Regions from separate parts of the Xenopus laevis genome. Here region 1 is linked to region 2. Evidence: chromatin contacts called from public Hi-C data. All regions are on one chromosome and are shown on one strand. Each heading gives the region's core, a stretch centred on a gene start, on an enhancer-like site or on the middle of the called end of the contact. The rest is flanking DNA. Distances are from core to core; before and after follow the strand shown.

Region 1 (6,030 bases), core at 2,171-4,670, 39 kb before region 2:
AGTCAGTTTTTCATAATACATCCCATTCATCTCTGGGAAGAAAACATGGACAACAACACTCTTCAAATCTGTCTGTTCAACTTTCATTGTCCTTGAGGTACTGCTTCCAAAACACACCAGATCTAAACCAAAAAAAAACGAAATGATATAACTTAGTCAGAGAGACCATCGGACACTTTTGCAGTTTACTTTTATTGTCTATTTTTGTGGTTTCATGGGAGTCATCAAGCAAAGGGTTAACTGACTATACAGGAAGTGCATTGACAGTTACGGGAGCTGACACTCTGACCTTGAAAGAGAGCAGTAAAGCTGGTATGAACAGTCTAAAACGGTTAAAATCTCAGACACCACAAAAAATAGAAAAGGTATGTGACATTCCCAGATTCGATCAAGCTTTTATGGCTTCTTTGGAGGCAGTTTTGACATCCACAGTGGACTACAAGGATTGGGTCCAAAATAAAAACCCTACCTGTTGCTGTCCTTCCTTTGCAGGTGGATTGGGCAACTGACCAAAAAGGAACAATGCTTCAAGGAACAGTTTTGCTGTTGTGTGCCCAAATGGTTTGCATTGTTAAGCAAGTTTATTCAGAATTTTCCTTATTCTTTCTTTTTGTATTACTTTATTCACCCCAAATATCATCCTGGAGGAGATTCTGTTTATGTCAATGTGTAATCTCTGATTGCCTAAGATCCTCTTCTTTTTTTCTTTCTATAAAAAAATACAAAACCTCAATAAAAAAAGGAACAACGCTGTTTGGCCATTTATGTTATCGGCCAAATTTCACAATAGCTGACCTTTTGTCTCGAATTTAGAGTCGTGGCAGTGAAACTAACATTTAAACCAAACAAATGTTTGTTTGTTTATTGTGGTTTAATTTGCACTGGAGAATGTTGTAGAAAAGTTGGGTATCACACCAAATTGAAATTATTATCTAACAGGAACCCTATTGCATTTATCCTTTGCTACTGAATGGTGTTATTATAATTGCACAGATGCTCTTGATGAATGCAACAATTGCATAGTAGCTTGGACAGCACTGAATTATGCAATTATGTCCCCCATAATTACATAGGGCCTCAGCCTTCCAACATTGCTATTACCATCCTCCAACTCTGTTCATAATTACAGGTATCGGACCTGTTAATCAGAATGCTGGGGTTTTCTGGATTAGGGCTCCTTCCGTAAATTGAAAACCATTTAAATATTAAATTAGTAGTAATGGTTGAATTTGTCCCATTTCGGGGAAAAATTTGTAAATTTCCCGCAAAATTATTGAAATAGCAAAAAATTTGCTAAACGCATTGAAGTCATTGGAGCGTCAAAATTATTTTGATGGGCATCAATTTTGAAGCCCGTGACAATTTTTATACGCGTGCCTATTTTGTCAAAATGCATTAAAGTCAATGGGCGTCCAAATAATTTTGACACGCAACAATTTTTATGTGCGCCACTATTCTGATGCACGGCCAGTTTATATTGATGCAGCGGATTTTTCACCGGCGAATTTTCCCTGCAGATTCGCAAACGACGAAACGCTGAAATTTGCCGTCAAAAGGATTAATTATATCTTTGTTGGGATCAAGTATAAGCTACTGTTTTATTATTACAGAGAAAAACAGTTGCCTTTTTCCCACTGGAAATGAATGAAATGCCACAGGGCTTCAACATAAGAGAAGGTGGAGTGCACGGCTAGAAGACATGCTATGTGACATTTAAATGTATTTAAAACTGCATTTAGACATGTGATCAGACTGGTTTTGGAAGTGTTTTGACAACTGCCTTTTAGGAAAAAGTCTAATGAGCCTTAACGGAACAGTAACACCCAAAAAAATTAAAGCGTTTAAAGGGAATGACAATATAATGTAATTGCTCTGCACTGGTACAGCTGGTGTATTTGCTTTAGAAAGACTCCTATAGTTTATATAAACAAGCTGCTGTGTAGCCATGGGGGCAGCCATTCAAGCACAGGATACACAGGAGATATCAGATGAGTTCTGAAGAATCCCATTATATAATACAGAGCTTATCTGTTACCTGCTGTGTATCCTCTGCCTTTTCTCCTTTTTCAGCTTTGAATGGCTGCCCCCATGGCTACACAGCAGCTTGTTTATATAAATGATTGTAGAATTTCTGAAGCACATACCGGTACACCATTTTTACCAGAGCAGCGCAACACTACATTATATACTACACTTTCATTTTTTGGTGTTACTGTTTCTTTAAGATTCACGTGGGCTAAAGACCTGGCGCTTTATTCTTATGCCAGTAAAATAATTGCTATAGTCTGTTTCAAATAAGCCAAAATTCAGGAAGCAATATATTCGGCCAAGGAATATTGGGTACTGGGTTGTATAAAATTTAGCTTTTGAAAGTGTGGGTCCCTATAGCCTAGTGCTGTCAAGCAAGTATAGCGGAGGAAGCATCCAAAATTCATATTACAGGTATTGGACCTATTATACAGAATGCTTTGGAACCGGGGCTTTCTGGATAAGGGATCTTTCCGTAATTTGGATCTTCAAACCTTAAGTCTACTAGAAAATCATGTATACATTAAATAAACCCAATAGGCTGGTCTTGCTTCCAATAAGGATTAATTACATCTTAATTTGGATCAAGTACAAGGTACTGTTTTATTGTTACATTTTTTAAGCTTTCAAATTTTAATTATAATGGAGTCTATGGGAGACAGTCTTTTTGTAATCCGGAGCCTTCTGGATAATGGGTTTCCGGATAACCAATCCCATACCTGTACGGTTTGTCTTATGCAAATACATGTAATAAATATATGTTTTATATACTTTATCTCTTTGTAGAGATGAATTTTTGAGTTTATAGAACCCTATCTTACAGCATTTTGTAATTTCACAAACAAGCAGAAATGTTATTTTTTGACAGATCTTTTGCATAGTAAGCTCAACCGCAGTGCCCCAACAGACAAAGCCAGCGTGAATGGATGTTGTTGTTTCTAGTAGATGCCTGAGCTAATGAAGACAACACGGCATGTCCCATTCATATGAATAAAATATGCAAATAAATGCTCTGCTCATACATAACCTATTCATTCACATTTTATATCCATTTCATGGGAGGTGAACCCAAAGTAAAAAAAAGTCTATGTGTATAAGGACACACACATATAAATATATTCATTATGTAATTAAGAACATGCCTATATTCTGTTCTTTAATTATATAATGCCAGCTGGTACCTAATACACATCATTGCAGCATTAGGATACATTGCGCATCATTTTTCATAAAAACGTCTTTGCTTGACTAGATCATTTGTGTTACAATAGTGCCCTGAACAACAGATTTTTGGATTTCTCTGCTATAGAGCCAATCCTGAGAATGTAATCAATTATACCCATACTTATTCTTTTCTGCCTGCCCACTATTAGAGTGCAAATGAGCAAGGATCCCACACACCCCCTCATGACATGAACAATAGGACAGACTGCGAAAGAAGAGACAAGGTAGTGAGAAATACAAGTCTATGAAATAAAAAGTGTAGGTCCTTTCCCAGAGAATATTCATAAGTACAAACTGTCTGCTTCACAGGAGCATGACTTGTTCTTGATCATTTTAAAATAGTTACTGGGGTGCAAGAACAGGGGAAGCTGACTCTGATATGCTGTTTGGCAGAAAGGTTATTTACCCAAGTTTTAGGGGGTTCTAAAACACCCTAAAATCACCATACAGACATGTTTTTATAGTTCTACTACATCTGCATCTCTATGATTATTTTTTTATGACAACAGAAAGTCACCCACTGCCCCTACTAGTATTATTATTATTATACCAGCCTAGGGTTCTGTGACCTGTATAATATAACTTGGCCTTAGTTTGTGCCTTTATATGACATTAAATAAGTCTTATATATTTTAATCTACAAGAAGGACATTTTACATTGTACATCTTGCAAATTATATTCTCATACACGGTTCTGTTCTGACACCTTAAGTATATAGTGCTGATTCCTGCCTGACATGAGAGACCTGAGCTGAGCAGAAGGAGGAGAAGTAGTGGCTGTGGGATGTGGTCGTATAGTAGAGTACTATAGACTGCAGGGAGGATAGGGTATGATATATGTAATTTCAGGTGGAAAATGCTGCACCTGGTCTATAGATGTGTCAGGGTATAGCTCTGAGTTCCTGCAGTCCACCCTACCCTGCTGAGCTTAAGGGGGGTTGTTGGGTTTTGTAGGAGCAAATGTCGAGTAGCCAAGAACTGGATGTCACTGTCTAGTACTAATCTGTCCCTGCAACCTGTATCCTGCAATGTCAAGAGACAATCTAAATGAGAGTTTAGATTATGTTCGGGGATTTCAATCTTTTTGTGGTAGCAGATAAAAATCTAATTATTAATCTAATAGTGCTGGGAGGAGGTATATATATATATATATATATATATATACATACACACACACATACAGGTATTGGATCCCATTATCCAGAAAGTTCTGAATTATGGAAAGGCTGCCTCCCATGCACTCCATTATAATCAAATAATTCAAATTTCTAAAAATGATTTCCTTTTTCTTTGTAATAATAGAAGAGTGTCTTGTACTTGATCCAAACTAAGATATAATTAATCCTTATCGTAAGCAGAATCGTCTTATTGGGTTTATTTAACGTTTACATGATTTACTATTAGATTTAAGGTATGTTCAAATACAGAAAGATCCGTTATCCGGAAAACCCCAGGTCCCGAGCATTCTGGATAACAGGTCCCATAACTGTACTGAAATATGCATGCATTTCCATTGCAAACAACGATTTAAGGTTCACATCTTCAATAAGTATGAACATACAACAGTATGTTTTTAAATGTTTTTGTTTTTCTCAGCCATCAGGTAATGTAATACATGAATCCTAACAAAGGCAAAATAGTGTGTTACAAACAGGTTTCCTAAACTGTCTCACACGCCCTCTATTCACATCTCTGGCTATAAACTCTGCAACAACAAAAACTGCCACACAAAGTGAAAAAAACAAGAAACTGGTGGACTTTAATTGATCTGTATGTTATAAGAGTCTCATATGCACCATTGTAGAGGACCTGTAGAATATGACAATTATCAGCAATTGTGTGCACCTCTATAATAAAGTTGACCCAGGTGATGTTTGGGAACTAGGGTGATCTTATTTACCATTAACACAGTGTCTTGCAGTCACCAATGAAGTTGTTTCAAGAGAAGACTATAGGAAATTGCATTGCTTGCATTTCAGTTTTCTGGATAACAGGTTTCCTGATAATAGACATGTACTGTACCTTGGCTTTTAAGCTCAAGAGTGAAAGAACTCCAGAATGGGTTTGTTTGTCTTGTTAAGGTAGTTTGGGTGTGAATATTTGGGTTAGATGTGTCGTTTGGAACAAAGATAGATAGATGATAGATAGATAGATAGATAGATAGATAGATAGATAGATAGATAGATGATACATAGATAGATAGATAGATAGATAATACATAGATAATACATAGATAATAGATAGATAGATAGATAGATAGATAGATAGATAGATAGATAGATAGATGATAGACAGATAGATAGATAGATAGATAGATAGATAGATAGATAGATAGATAGATGATAGACAGATAGATAGATAGATAGATAGATAGATAGATAGATGATACATAGATAGATAGATAGATAGATAGATAGATAGATGATAGATAGATAGATAGATAGATAGATAGATAGATAATACATAGATAATAGATAGATAGATAGATAGATAGATAGATAGATAGATAGATAGATAGATGATAGACAGATAGATAGATAGATAGATAGATAGATAGATGATAGATAGATAGATAGATAATAGATAGATAGATAGATAGATAGATAGATAGATAGATAGATAGATAGATGATAGATAGATAGATAGATAGATAGATAGATGATAGATAGATAGATAGATAGATAGATAGATAGATAGATAGATGATAGATAGATGATACATAGATAGATAGATAGATAGATAGATAGATAGATAGATAGATAGATAGATAGATTATAG
Region 2 (5,407 bases), core at 2,219-4,718:
CATGCTAAGAATCCCCATAAATATCCCCCTTTCAGCTCAATAGAAAAGACACATATTATGGCACAGCAGCAACCCCTGTTAAAATCCCTGCACTTGTTTCATAAGTTCATTGTCCCACAAGTTCTATCACAAGATCAGCAGTTCCCATAGGCTCTAATAACAACAAGGCTTGTGGGACGTTCAACGGGATTGAATTTCTGAGAGAAAAACTGCTGAACAAAAGCAAAAAGGTACACATTTCCGTTTAAGTTCCATATTTCCAGATGACACAATGATTTTAGATTTCTTACAATAGGGCGGGTAACAGATGCCATCTCAGCGTTGTCAGACTTGACCCCTGTGGTGCAATAACCTAAAAACACTGACGACGCTTTACTGGTTGCGAAATCCTCTTTATTTCGTAACATTCTCCGATGAGAAAGTCAAGTGGCTGCAGCGGAGGAGGAAGCAGCTGAGTCTCGTAAACATTTGCCATGAATTTGCTTTCCCAGCCCAGGAGTCAGAGCATGTGCGCTGCAAATGACAGTGTCAGAGCCTCTGTTGCCTACAATAATAAGTGCAGCCTCTTCCCTTTGGCTTCATGTAGCCAGCGCTGCTGACTCAGTGAGCTTAGTGTGCCTTTGGGGAACATAACTAGAACCATTCACTGGATACTTTAACAGTTTGTCATCAGCTGCCTTACTGCTTCCAGGAGGCATTCTTTGCTTTCCAGATGACAGCAGCATGTTCTCTGCTCAGTAGTAATTACAGGAGAACATAGCAATATCTAATAAGGGGAAAATAAATACATTCGTTTTATGAGATTCAATACACAGTTGGAATAAGGCTTCTGCTCCAAGGAGCCTACATACCCCTGTGCTGCCCACACAACACATACACCCTTATTTACCCAATCGCAGTGCAAATCAGTATATCCTAGTATACCATGTTGGAGCTGTCATACTGTTTCCACTGCTAAAGTCAGATGAAACAGCACCCTCAGTGGCCAAAATGAGCATGAACAGGTTGTTTAACTCTGAACTGACTTGGAAGGAAGCAGGCCCGGACTGGCAATCTGTGGGTTCTGGCAAATGCCAAAGGGGCTGCTGTAAGATGCCAGACAGTCACTATTTATTGGGCCGGTGTGGGGCTGTATGGATCTCTGTGTACTTTAAATGCCAGGGACTATTTTGAATCCCAGACCTGGAAGCAAGCATCTTTTACTCAGCAGGGGTTGCCATACTGAACATTGCTTTCTTTTTGCAATGTTTGTGTGCTGCTGCCTGAGTGTGAAGCTGGCCATAGACGTTTAGATATACCTGCAATATCGGACGCCCCAATCTCCCAACCTGCCACTAACATTTCAGATTAATAAAGTAGTAAAAGAACAGATCAGATGATGTTCTGCCCTAACAGCAATAGTACGATGTCCGAGAAAAGCTGGTGACATTCTCCCAATGATATTGTCAGATCGGCAATACATGCAGAGATATTATCTGCAGCCGACAGAAATTTTCTAACCTGTCTGATTGTCTGAACGACCGATCGCCATGGCACGAAAAATGTTGGGACACTCACTACACACACAAGCCGAAAATCATACAAAACAAAGATTAGTACGATCATATCTGCACGTCTATAACTCAAGCTGGGAATAGATAGGGGAGGAATAACAAAACACAACTTGGCCAGATATGGAATCCGCCCCCTCCATGAGGTCTTACATTCCTTTAGCTTTACTGTCAACCTCCTGGATAGCAGCCACATCTGGTATAAAAGTGCTATGTTCAGGGGTTGAGGGAGTTGCGGTTAAAAAAAAAAAAGCTACAATGACCAAAGTTTACTAAAGCAGAACTAGCGTGAGACTGAGATTTGTGCTGGAACAATGATATTCAGCCAGGAGATCCCCGGTTAATGCTGCCTTGGAATGCTGCGGGAGATGTAGTTCGGCAAGAGACAGGCTGTATGTGGCTGTGTTCTAAAGCTGGCCATAGACTCAAAGATCCAATCGTACAAATCGAGGATTCTTACGGTTTTTGGACCGTGTGTGGAGAGTCCCAACATTTTTGTCTGGCGGAGATCGGTCATTTGGTCGATCGGACAGGTTAAAAGATTTCTGTCGGCTGCCGGTAATATCTCTGCGTGTATTGCAGATCGTATGATTTTCAGAGGGAGACTGTCACCAGCTTTTGTCGGACATAACTTTTGTACGATTGCTGTCAGGGGCAGAACATCGGCTGATCTGTTCTTTTACTACTTTATTTGATCAGAATGGTTAGTGGCAGGTCGCGAGATCTGGAAGTCCGATAGTTCAAGGATTCGAACGATCGGATCTTTGCGTCTATGGCCAGCTTAAGGAGTATTATGACAAACAGACCGCACTACGATTCTTCCCCAGGCCCGGACTGGCAATCTGTGGGTTCTGGCAAATGCCAGAGGGGCTGCTGTAAATTGCAATAGAAAGTGACTAAAGGTCACTTACGTGGAGAGGCGATGTCGCCAAATGAGCGGATCTCTCCCCAATATGCCCACCTTGAGGTGGGCAATATCGGGCTGATCCGATCATGGGCCCTAGGGCCCAACGATCGGATCCTAACAAAAGGCAACGGGCGGTTGGATCGCGGAACAGATGCGCCCGTGGTCCAATGGGATTTTTAGTCCCGTCCAATCGACATCTGCCCAACTTTTGGCCAGATATGGATCAGGGAAGCCCATCGGAGGGCCCCATACACGGGCCAATAAGCTGCCAACTCGTTCTGTTGGCAGCTTTTATCGGCCCGTGTATGGCCACCTTAAGTGGGCTGGTGAGGGCTGTTTGGGCCTCTGTGTACTAGGAGTGCCAGGGCCTATTTTGAATCCTAATCCAGTCCTGTTTTCCCCCTCCCAGCTCACTTTTTTTTGTCTCTCAGCAGTTTGGAGGGAATTTTTGTGGCAGAGGGGGAGGGTGATTGGTTGGCTCATCCCGTAGCAACAGGAGACAGAGCAGAGAGGCAGCTGTCAAAAGAGAAAGCATTAAAGAGAGGGAGAAAAAAAACCCAGGAGTCGCCTGTGCAGTTTAATGATCAAACGGCTGTCTGGGAAAGAAAGCAAATAACAGGAAGCGGCTGCACCACTGGCTGAAGCTCCCCCTGCAGCCCATGCAGTGTCACAGGCCCAGTGTGTCTGGAAACAGAAAGGGGGAATCCAGGAGGCTCATATCTCCTCCCACTGTGTGTGTGTTGTGTGTGTGTCTGACAGTCCCGGCCGGGGAGGGTGTGAGAGCCGAGCTGCTGCTGCTGCTGTTACAAGCCATTACTCATTAGTGTAAGGGGGAGGGAGGAGAGCGTTACATCTACCTCTGGCTTTAACCTTAACTGCCTCATTGTGGCACCAGACAGAAAAGTTGAAGGGAGACGGGCAGATTGGAACAAGAGCCAGAGGAGGAGGGGGAAGTAGACGAGGATTAAAACAAAAAGAAAGCGCCTGTGGGTGAAGTGTAAAAGTGAACAGAGACGCTGAAGTGATAGAGCTCAGGGCATCCCGTGTGTCTGTGCATTGCCTCTCGCACTAACGTTCTGCCTCTGAGCTGGGATCCCCGGCGGCCCCGTGCTACAATGAAAGCCAAGAAAGGTAAGAGCTGCCGCCTCGGATGAACTTTATTGTGTGACTGAGCCGCCGCCTGATGGAGACAGGAGTGTGTGTTCCACTCTGTACTGTATTCCCATGCGGATCCACTGTCAGTGTGTGTTTGTCTATAGTGATACCAGCGCCCCTCTATTCCCCCCACTCTCTTAATTGTCCTGGGCACCCCCCCAAAAACTAAACGTGTTCGGTAGTCCAGGTGCGCTGTCTGTTACCTCATAGTAAGGGGCAGCCCATGTCACATTGCAGGGGGGGGGCACGGGGCTTATTCCCTGAATAGAACTGCCAATGCTCCCGCTGACTTGTGCTCCTTGTGACACACGTGTAGTTCTATGTATGTGTGTGCGTGCGTGTGTAAATGTTAATAGGGCGCTAGCGGGGAGCGAAGTTGGAGCGAGTTTTTACGAGTGATGGAAGAGTTTGTGAGGGGTAAGAATCGCCAGGCAGGGGGGGAGGAAGCGCAGGCAGTGCCCGGGGAAAGTCTCTGGCCGGGACGGAACAAAGGGAAAGTAAAGCCGCGCGCCGCTGAACTTGTGGAACAAAGAAAGTTAGAGCACGAGGTAAAGTCAGTCGCAGCCCATGTGCTCGGAGCAGTGTCAGTGTGAGCGCCCATTCCCCTCACTATTAACCGGCAGGAAAACTTCGAGCACGTTACGAGCAGCAGCCTGAGTGTCTGGCGAAGTCTTTGTTTAGGAGCAGCAGCAGCAGCTTCACATTCCAGGGGAAGGGCTACATCACTTTTAAGGACAGATCCATGTACAGGAAGCAGATGTGTGTGTGCGGCTAATAAATACTGTGCGACTTATAAACACTGTGCGACTAATAAACACGGTGCGACTAAATCCTCTGCTCTCACTCCCACAACAACTCGGGCAAAGTTCCGCTGCCTACAAGTTACACTTCTTTTGTTCCTCAGCTCGCCATGTGCTCCTCCAACGGCCAGTGACAAGTCTCAGGAGCAGCCCCGGGAACTCCTCCCTTCCCTGCCCAAATCCCCACACTTTGCTTTGTCACTTGCTGAAACAGTTCACTAGACTTTGTGCTACATTCTGCCCAGGGGCAGCGCTACAGTTCAGCTCTCTACTTTTTTCTATTCATTGGAACATCACATAAGTTCAGTGTGTGTGTGTTTGGCAGTTGCCTTCCATACTGAGAGCTCAGCTGGAAAGAAAGAAACGAGCTGCTGAGATTCATTTTTTTGTTCTTTTCCATGTGAGTTGGGTTGTGCTCAGCATTGTTCAAGCACAAGACAGCACGGACTGGCAGTTGAGGAGCAGAGTGACAGGGAGGGGGCAGTGCTGCTGACAGATCAGGATGTGACAAACTGCTGCCAGATGCCTGAAACTTTATAACTCCGCCCCTTCTCTGCCATCCAGGGTTGCCTGCTGTATCTGAATCCTGCTGAAAAAGGCCGAATCCCGAACCGAATCCTGGATTTGGTGCATCCCTACTTTGTACCCATCTCCCTTCCCTCTTTAGCATTTTTGCATTTTCCGGTGACTTTCCTCAATTTTGGACAATTTGGGCGCAAAAATCTGCTGGCCACCGAAATGTCTGACATTGAGCTGTTTTACCAATATGTATTGAAATTGTATGTGGATTAGGGCCTCATGGGGCCCCTGTACCTCCTGAGCCCCCCTCTGTAGTTATGCCCCTGGTGAAGAGGGTCAAATCTTTCTGATTTTGGTTCATGAAAAAATGTGCAAATCAGTGAAAATTGAAAAAGACGTATTTTTATCTATTTATTTTTAAGACTTTTTTATTTTCACTACACATATTGGGCAATTTTTGGGCTACTTTTGAAGTT

Evidence for each region. A called contact is a pair of places that touch in the nucleus more often than the background predicts.
Region 1: a contact with region 2 is called in a Hi-C map of animal cap, with 4 times the contacts expected there. The contact joins the enhancer-like site here to the promoter of tgif1.S in region 2. A contact is called at or near these places in 2 of 4 Hi-C or Micro-C datasets (the XTC cell line and animal cap).

Annotation. Positions count from the first base shown.
Region 1 is chr6S:93,083,976-93,090,005 of Xenopus_laevis_v10.1, reverse strand. No RefSeq gene overlaps it. Among protein-coding and RNA genes, the nearest start is that of myl12b.S, 34 kb to the left of the region's middle. Within about 2 kb of position 3,420, at least 1 of the 7 cell types and tissues checked has an H3K27ac peak or open chromatin away from gene starts, as enhancers often do. A contact at or near this core is called in animal cap, where this site is marked.
Region 2 is chr6S:93,045,879-93,051,285 of Xenopus_laevis_v10.1, reverse strand. It overlaps tgif1.S (TGFB induced factor homeobox 1 S homeolog), which reads left to right and starts at 3,468. Exons shown (of 3, transcript NM_001086951.1): 1 at 3,468-3,588. The coding sequence starts at 3,573.